Regions from separate parts of the Zea mays genome. Here region 2 is linked to region 1. A link is a contact called in public Hi-C data. All regions are on one chromosome and are shown on one strand. The core of a region is the stretch at or near the end of the contact, and the rest is flanking DNA. Distances in the headings are between cores, read along the strand shown. Region 1 holds the start of LOC100194045 (SWR1 complex subunit 6). Region 2 holds the start of LOC100276769 (Hypoxia-responsive family protein).

What was found. Hi-C and Micro-C count contacts between places; a contact is called where the count stands out from the background.
Region 2: a contact with region 1 is called in a Hi-C map of ear, with 2.0 times the contacts expected there. The contact joins the promoter of LOC100276769 here to the promoter of LOC100194045 in region 1. A contact is called at or near these places in 2 of 25 Hi-C or Micro-C datasets (ear and tassel).

Annotation. Positions count from the first base shown.
Region 1 is chr4:189,101,212-189,104,901 of Zm-B73-REFERENCE-NAM-5.0, forward strand. It overlaps LOC100194045 (SWR1 complex subunit 6), which reads right to left and starts at 1,947. Exons shown (of 4, transcript NM_001359382.1): 1 at 1,706-1,947; 2 at 764-866; 3 at 140-243; 4 at 1-41. The coding sequence starts at 1,816.
Region 2 is chr4:189,302,767-189,306,456 of Zm-B73-REFERENCE-NAM-5.0, forward strand. LOC100276769 (Hypoxia-responsive family protein) reads right to left here and starts at 2,061. Exons shown (of 2, transcript NM_001150483.1): 1 at 1,920-2,061; 2 at 1,229-1,779. The coding sequence starts at 1,980. The coding sequence ends at 1,511.

The DNA.
Region 1 (3,690 bases), core at 697-3,196:
GAATATGTTGGCACATGAGGAGGAACGGACTCCAAATTTGCCTGTTCCAGTTCAAGATTGGAGAATGTCTGGGTATCCTTACTTATGAAATAGACATGGAAGGAAAGAAAAAAAAAACTTACAGTACAAGACTACTTACTTCTTGTAGCACATCCATGAGTGATCTTGCTGCCCTCTTCTCCAAAGCTTTCCCTTGCCTTGTTTTACGTTTCATGATCTTGGACTGTTTTTTTTGCATGAGAACTGTATCGAGGAAAGCAGAAAACAGAAGTTTGGCTTACATCAATGAACTTCAGTTTATCAGCGGGTAGAGCATTTGAGTTGAACCCAGGAACCTTTGCAGTTTACGAGCTGTAGCACGTGGAGTTCAAGGATATATAAATGCTGACTTCAGAGGCGTTTTCAGATGCTAATAACACAGCCACAGTATGAACGATTTGTGGTGTTATTATTCGTGGCAGAAATGAAAGTATATATCTTTCAAATATTGCCTTTCAGGATAGTTTTAATCTTCTTTATCGAATCATTTGCGAAAACAAGTAGTAGGTAATGTTGTTGTTGTGTGTGTTTTTTTCTCCTTTGCAAAACTGATACTAGAAGCGATATCAACATGGACAAGTATTCTGGGTTTCACCACTCACAGTTTGCAAAGAGTGACGACAGTTTTTGCATTGAGTTTATACATGGCTACATGCTACAGCTACCCTATCATTTTCCACATCGTACCATTACTTTGAGAATAATAAATGAGAAAGAAACTGACCAGGGTCTTCTTCATCCGTGGATCCGTACTCATCATCATTAAGATCTACCACCTCGACCCCACCATTATCGCTCTCAAGAGCTTCAAGGCGAGCTAATGCAGCCTGAATGGCATTACAGATACAGAGGTGTTTCCATAATGAGGCAGCAAAACATAAAGGAGAATAGTTTCAGACACAGTAACTGATCAGCAAGTCAGCAACCTATAAGCACAAAATGGTCTCAATATGAATGGAATCTGAGTTAACACCTCAAATCCTTTGGTAAGGAGTCATGAGAAGGCACGGGTACAACAATACACATGGCACATAATAAGCAGTGTAAACCCAGGATAGAAATATGTTCCTTTTTTTTCTAGAGTCTATACTTAGACCCTGTTTGAATGCACTAGAGCTAATAATTAGCTGCTAAAATTAGCTGAAGACATCCGAATAACCCAACTAATAGTTTAGATATTATTTATTTTTAGTTAGAGACATCCAAACACTCTCATGTCTCATCTAATAGTCCAGCTAACCATTAGCTACACCCTCAACTATCCATTAGTTTAGTTATTAGTTGGTTCAACCCAGCTATAATTAGCTAATAGTTAGTCAACTATTTGTTAGTTAGCTAATTCTACTATCGATTTTTTAGACACATGACTATTTGCTCTAGTTCATAGGCGTAAGTAATAGTATTACCAAAACTACTTGTCGATGAGACCAATCCTTCTTCTAGAAAAAAAAAACATAAGGCCAATGCTTGATATGGTAATTTGATACTCCTAGATAGAATTGGATAGTATTTTTTGACCCCAGCACGTGCGGAGATAAAATATCGAGTGAGCTCTGCAACAGCAATTCTAATTTCAACACAGTGAATACTCGTAGACGAAAGGGAATTGACAAACTGTAGGGAAACAGCGGGGGAAGAGGAGCAACCAGTCCAATCCCACCGTTACCTGGGCGCGATTGTCCGAGCTGGCGAGCGCGGACGCCATGCGCGTGGCCATGCGGCGCGTGCGCGCGCTAGTCCGGCGGAACGGCCCGACGTTCTCCTCATCCCCATCCATCTCCGGTGACCAAACGACACAGGCAGCGGTGGGCGCTCCTTGCACTGGATGAGGAGACAGACAGGGGTAGGATTAAGCGCACGGCAGCGGCGGCGGCGGCCGGTGGACAGGGAGAACTGGGCATGGGTAGTGAGTGGGCTGGCTACTCCGTTGGATTCCCATGCGTGCGTAACGGATTGCTAGATATTGGGCCGGGCCGTCTGGTTGGTAGGCAACCGTGATGAAGCAAGAGCAAATTGAAGGAGTTTAATGTTTATACTTATTTTATTAGAGATGATATAGAAGATACGTATACTCTGTATTATTGCAGTATGGAAGCAACGACAGTCCCAAGGTGTGCTTGTACGATGATTATACCTCGCATCGTGTGGATGGGGATGCGTGCTTGATTGTGTGACCAGCCAGAAGTGAAGCCGAAACTATTCTGTCATTGCTCAGCTGGTGTGAAATTTTTCTTGTTAATAAAATGGTTTAAATTTTCCTGTCATATCTCTCTCTCTCTCTCACCACCAGGTTGCACCGTTATAACTTCCTTGTTAAATTGAACCGTCGCAGATAACTCATGACACTCCTGTACAAGGCGCCGTCGCCGGCGTAAACAAGTGCACCTGAGGACGGTACTCCGTATTTGCTGTGAGCCTATGAATCAGTAACTGATCCGTGATTGAACGGCAGTGGAGTACAAGCTCAGTCGGCCGCCACCAAAACTGACATCAGCGTGGCACCGCCTCGACGCCCAGACCCTCGCCGACGGCGCACGATGCGCCTCCAACCAGCTGCTCAAAGACCGCAGCATCAACCGGGGCAGCGCAGCAGCCGTCCCGCAGGATGTCCAGCAGCAGGGGACGCGCCCGTGCGACGTGGCCGCCGGCGCGCAGCGGGGCGACCAGCTCCGACAGCGCGGGCGCGTCCCAGCGCAGGCCCCGCCCGACGGCATCCCTCGCCACCTCCCTCGCGGCCTCCACGTCCCCGGCGGCCACGCACCCGGCGGCGACGACGCCGAAGGCCCGGGCGTCCGGCGGGCACCCGGCGCGCTCCATGCACCCCAGCATCCGGCGCGCGGCGGCCAGGTCGCCCCCGTCGCACAGCGCGCCGAGGTAGACGCCGTAGACGCGCGCGCACGGGACGAGCCCGCGCAGGAGCATTTCGTCGAACGCCTCCTCGACGGCGTCGAGCCGTCCGCGCTCGCGGAACGCGCGGAGCAGCTGCTCGAACTCCGGGAGGCCCGGGGCAACGCCGTCGGCGGCCATCCGCCTGGCCACGACCTCGTACGCCTCGGCGGCCATCCCCTCGCGCAGGAGCGCGCCGACGACGGCGTGATGGTCGGGCCGCGCCGGCGGGACGCCCCACCGGCGCATGTCGTCGAGGAAATCGAGCGCGTCCCGGGCCGGCGCGCCCCGGCGGCAGAGGGAGGCGAGGACCGCGCGGCAGTGGCAGGGGTCCGGGTCGAGGAGGAGCGGCGGCATGCAGCGGATGAGGTCCGCGGCGGCGGAGGGCTGGCCGGCGCGGCAGAGCGCGGCGGTGAGGATGCGGAACGTGGCGGCGTCGGGGGCCGCGTGCGGCGCGGCGCGGAGGAGCACGGCGGGGGCGGCGCGGAGGAGCGTCGGGGACGACCGCGAGGAGCAGCACAGCGCGGCCAGGAGGGCGTTGAGGGCGCCGGTCGTGCGGTGGACCGTGCAGAACAGGGTCGCGGCGGCGGCGAAGCGGCCGTGGCGCGCAAGGGTGGACAGCAGGCGGTGCTGGTGGTGGTGCTGCCCCGTTGCGTCAGGCCGCGGTTCGGAGCGGCGGCCCACGCCCATCGCAGCACTGGACTGGATCACTGCAATCGTCGGCTCGCGCTCGCCAAATGTGACGAAGCTTATATGCTCAGGCAG
Region 2 (3,690 bases), core at 811-3,310, 200 kb after region 1:
TAAGTGACATCCGTGTAACTAGGTTCTGGGTCGACAGATGGATTCTGAATACACCGCTTAAGGACCACTTCCTAAACCTTTTAAACATCGTGCGTAAGAAGAATGGTTTAGTCAAAAATTTACTAGTAAATGTTCCTTTGCGATAATCTAGAGAAAAGATTTATAGGGGGTCGCAATGTACTTACTTTTAATGGACACCCTCTTAAATCTCAATAGGTTGTTTTAGAAGCTAAAACTCCCTCTCAAAATTAAAATTTTCTCGTGATACTTAGGGAGGAACGTTAATTTCACTAAAGACAACTTAGCTAAGCGTAGATGTAGATATAGTATGAAATGCAGTTTTTTTTATCAAGTTGAGAATAATATCCAACACCTTTCTTTGATTGTTATCTTGCTACAAATAATTGGAGAATCGTTAATAGACCTTCTAGTATTAATCATCTAACTAGAAATCGGTATGCTAACAAGGGAACCACAAATAGAAAAGACTCATAATGTTTTGGGCCATTTGGCTTTATGGTAATGATGTGGTCTTTTCTAGTAAACGAATACCATTATCCATGCATGTTCTTTTCTAGGGAACATTTTGAAGATTATTGCAGAAAGAAGATCATTGTGAGGTCCTTGCGGTGTGTCGACTACTAGAGCCTTAGAGGGGGTGACCATGAAGATGTCCGCAAGATATGGATACTATACTAGAGGAATATTGAGTGGTTCTTTCTAAGGATTCCTCTTTTTTTTATTTTATGGTGGATGTTTAGTTAATTCTCGATCTGTAATAGCCGTATGTAGGAGTGTGCATAAGGATGGAACATTTTTCTTCCATAATAATAAAATATATAAACTTGGCTGGAAGGACAGTACAACCATTTTCCTGTCATAAGGACCCCTATAATTAGACTAGGATACAATGATTTGGATATATGATTGCATGGATATGTTATATAAAATGGATGAAGGGAAGGATCGTCATGAATGGACCAGCGGTAGGTAGGTTGAGGCTTGAGAGGGACTTTGCAACCTGAAGAAAAGACTTGTGTTAGTGTGTTAGGGGAAAAACCACTATCCTCCCACTCACCCGATATGTGGGCCCTCGCTCGGTCTCTTTCGAAGTATATGCATATGGCTGAATAATATATGGAATGGTACGTGCCATGGGGAGAGAAAAAAGGGCACAAAGGTCTCTCTCTCTAAAAGTACTACAAACAGGGATTACAAAAAATGGGACTTTTTTTTTTGAAATCTAGAGTACTATTAACGAGTGAAAACGAAGTACGGTAACGCATAACAGGCCACACATACATGGGCTAGCTGCTTCCTGGGTTTATGGGCCGTGACGAACAGGATCAGGCGCCACGTCATGTATCATTGATTGGCAAACAGGCATGCAATTATTATTATTGCTACTAGTACTAATTAATCTATTTATTGTCCCTCTTCCTTCCTTCTCTCTGATCTGATGTATGCATCTGAAGGCTCACTGGTCACTCACTGCTAGTCTGCCCTGCCACTACCAGCTCCAGCGCTCGTTCTCGTTGCCCTCGGCGTCGGTGGCCGGCGGCAGCTGGGATTTGAAGCCGTAGTCCAGGTCCTCCTGCCTCTGCCTCCTCTCGCTGCTGCCGTAATAGCGGTGCGCGAGCGCGGCTCCCCCGAGCACGGCGAGCGTGAGCGCCTGGGCGTGCATCCTGGCGTGGATGAGGCGCAGGCTCGTGGCCCGCGCCGGCGCCCTCCGCCGGCTGTACGCCACGGACGCGCCCACCGCCGTCGCCCACACGGCTCCTGTCGTACACACGCGCAGCATGTCTAGTCAGTGAACGGTGGTGGATCTAGGATAGCGCACCATTGCCGGCCGGGCTGCAGGGTCTGATCTGCTGTCGATGGATGGGTGTTCGGTCGGTGCCACTAATTAATTAACTCACCGATGGACGAGAGCTTGTGTTCCTCCACCCAGGACTGCACCGACGAGCTCATCCGCTCCATCTCTCTGTCTGTCTGTCTGTCTTCCTCCCTCCCTCGATCTTGGTCTGCTGCTGCTGCTGCTCTTGGATTTCGCGGATGCGTGCCAGTGATGGATGCAGCCAGGTGAGCTACTTATAGCCAGCCAGGTGCCGAGATGACCCTGCCTGCCACGCCATGGAAGAGGGGGGAACAAACGGGCGGAGACGACGAAACCAGAGGCGCCCCGGCCTTCCGTTTCTCCCCGGTTTCCCTAGCTTCTTGTGGGCACGCACGGCCGGCGTAGGCCACTCCCCTTTCTGTTGGCGTGGTGGCCGCAGCACGTACCCAGGTTACGAATTCGCTGGATTGCCATCATTTACAAGTGCAATTTGGACCCAAACAAACAAGAATCGTTAATTAAAATTTCAAACCTTCGGGGCTCTAACTATAGATTTACCTATATTAAAGTTCCCATCCATGGATGGCCACCAGAGTACACGCAGTATTTATTTTTTTGTCAAATCCGGTCTTTACAATTATTACATACGTTGTGCGATTTGTAGATAGTGTATTTTCGAAGTGGGCTAAACTGCAATTACAACTGTCACAACACTAGATTATCAAAATCCCAATGGCCCATGATAATAGCATAATGACAAACCAACACATTAACTCTACTGTTTATTAGGTGTCCATACATTGCTATATTTTCTATATATTATATAGGTATATCTTATCTAAATGGAAATTTTGTTCAAACATGTTATAAGCATTTACAATGATGTATGTCTCTATTAGAACTAGTTATCATGTCCGATCTCACCACATCTACCATATAACCTATATAAATGCAATTTTATTTCGAGTGAGAAACTATATGTCAATCCTCGCGTCGTCTCTCCTAAGGTGGAGGTGGCTCATACGGTACTAAACCCTACCCTAGTCATCGCCCCCTTTCCCCCTCACTTTGCCTTGATGTCACTAGAGTAACCAGCTATTGACACCTTTTTCGGGTGCCAAACACTCAACAAGAACCGGCGGCGGTGCTCTCTGCACAGGCGCGGACGGTCCGCGACCAGGGACCGGACGGTCCGCGACCTGGAGCAGGGGCAAAGGTTCCCTGCCTGACGGCCGGACGGTCCGCGCCTACAGGCCGGACGGTCCACGCGTGCGCAGGGGGTGGCGAAGGTCGCCGGCGGCGCCTGGATCTTGCTCCCGGGAGGGACCCCGTCGGGGAGGAGAGATCCTAGGTGTTGTCTAGGCTCGGCAGGCCGACCTAGACTCCTCTAATCGACGTAGAGTCGAAGAGAGGCGGAGAATTTGGAGATTGAGAGGCTAAACTAGAACTAGACTAGAACTATTCCTAATGCGTAAGATAAAAACGAGAAATAGACTTGATTTGTTCGATTGATGGGGGTTCAATCGGCCGTAGCCCTTCATCTATATAAAGGGGGAGGTCTGGATCCGCTTCCAACTGATTTCCGAGTTAATCCCGTGGTTTTAGGTAACTAATCCCGCGAGAAACTAGGAACCCTAACTGATTCTGCGCACGCGCGGACCGTCCGCGCCACCACCGCGGACAGTCCGGACCGCGGACCGTCCGGCCTCAGGGCCGGACCGTCCGCGAGACACATTTGGTGTCCAACATATGCCCCCCTGCCTTTTGGTGAAGGTTGACGAACCAAAAGCATATGAACTAAACCTGATGTAAGTCACCGGCTTTTCAATATTGAGATCATTTAATAAAGCATC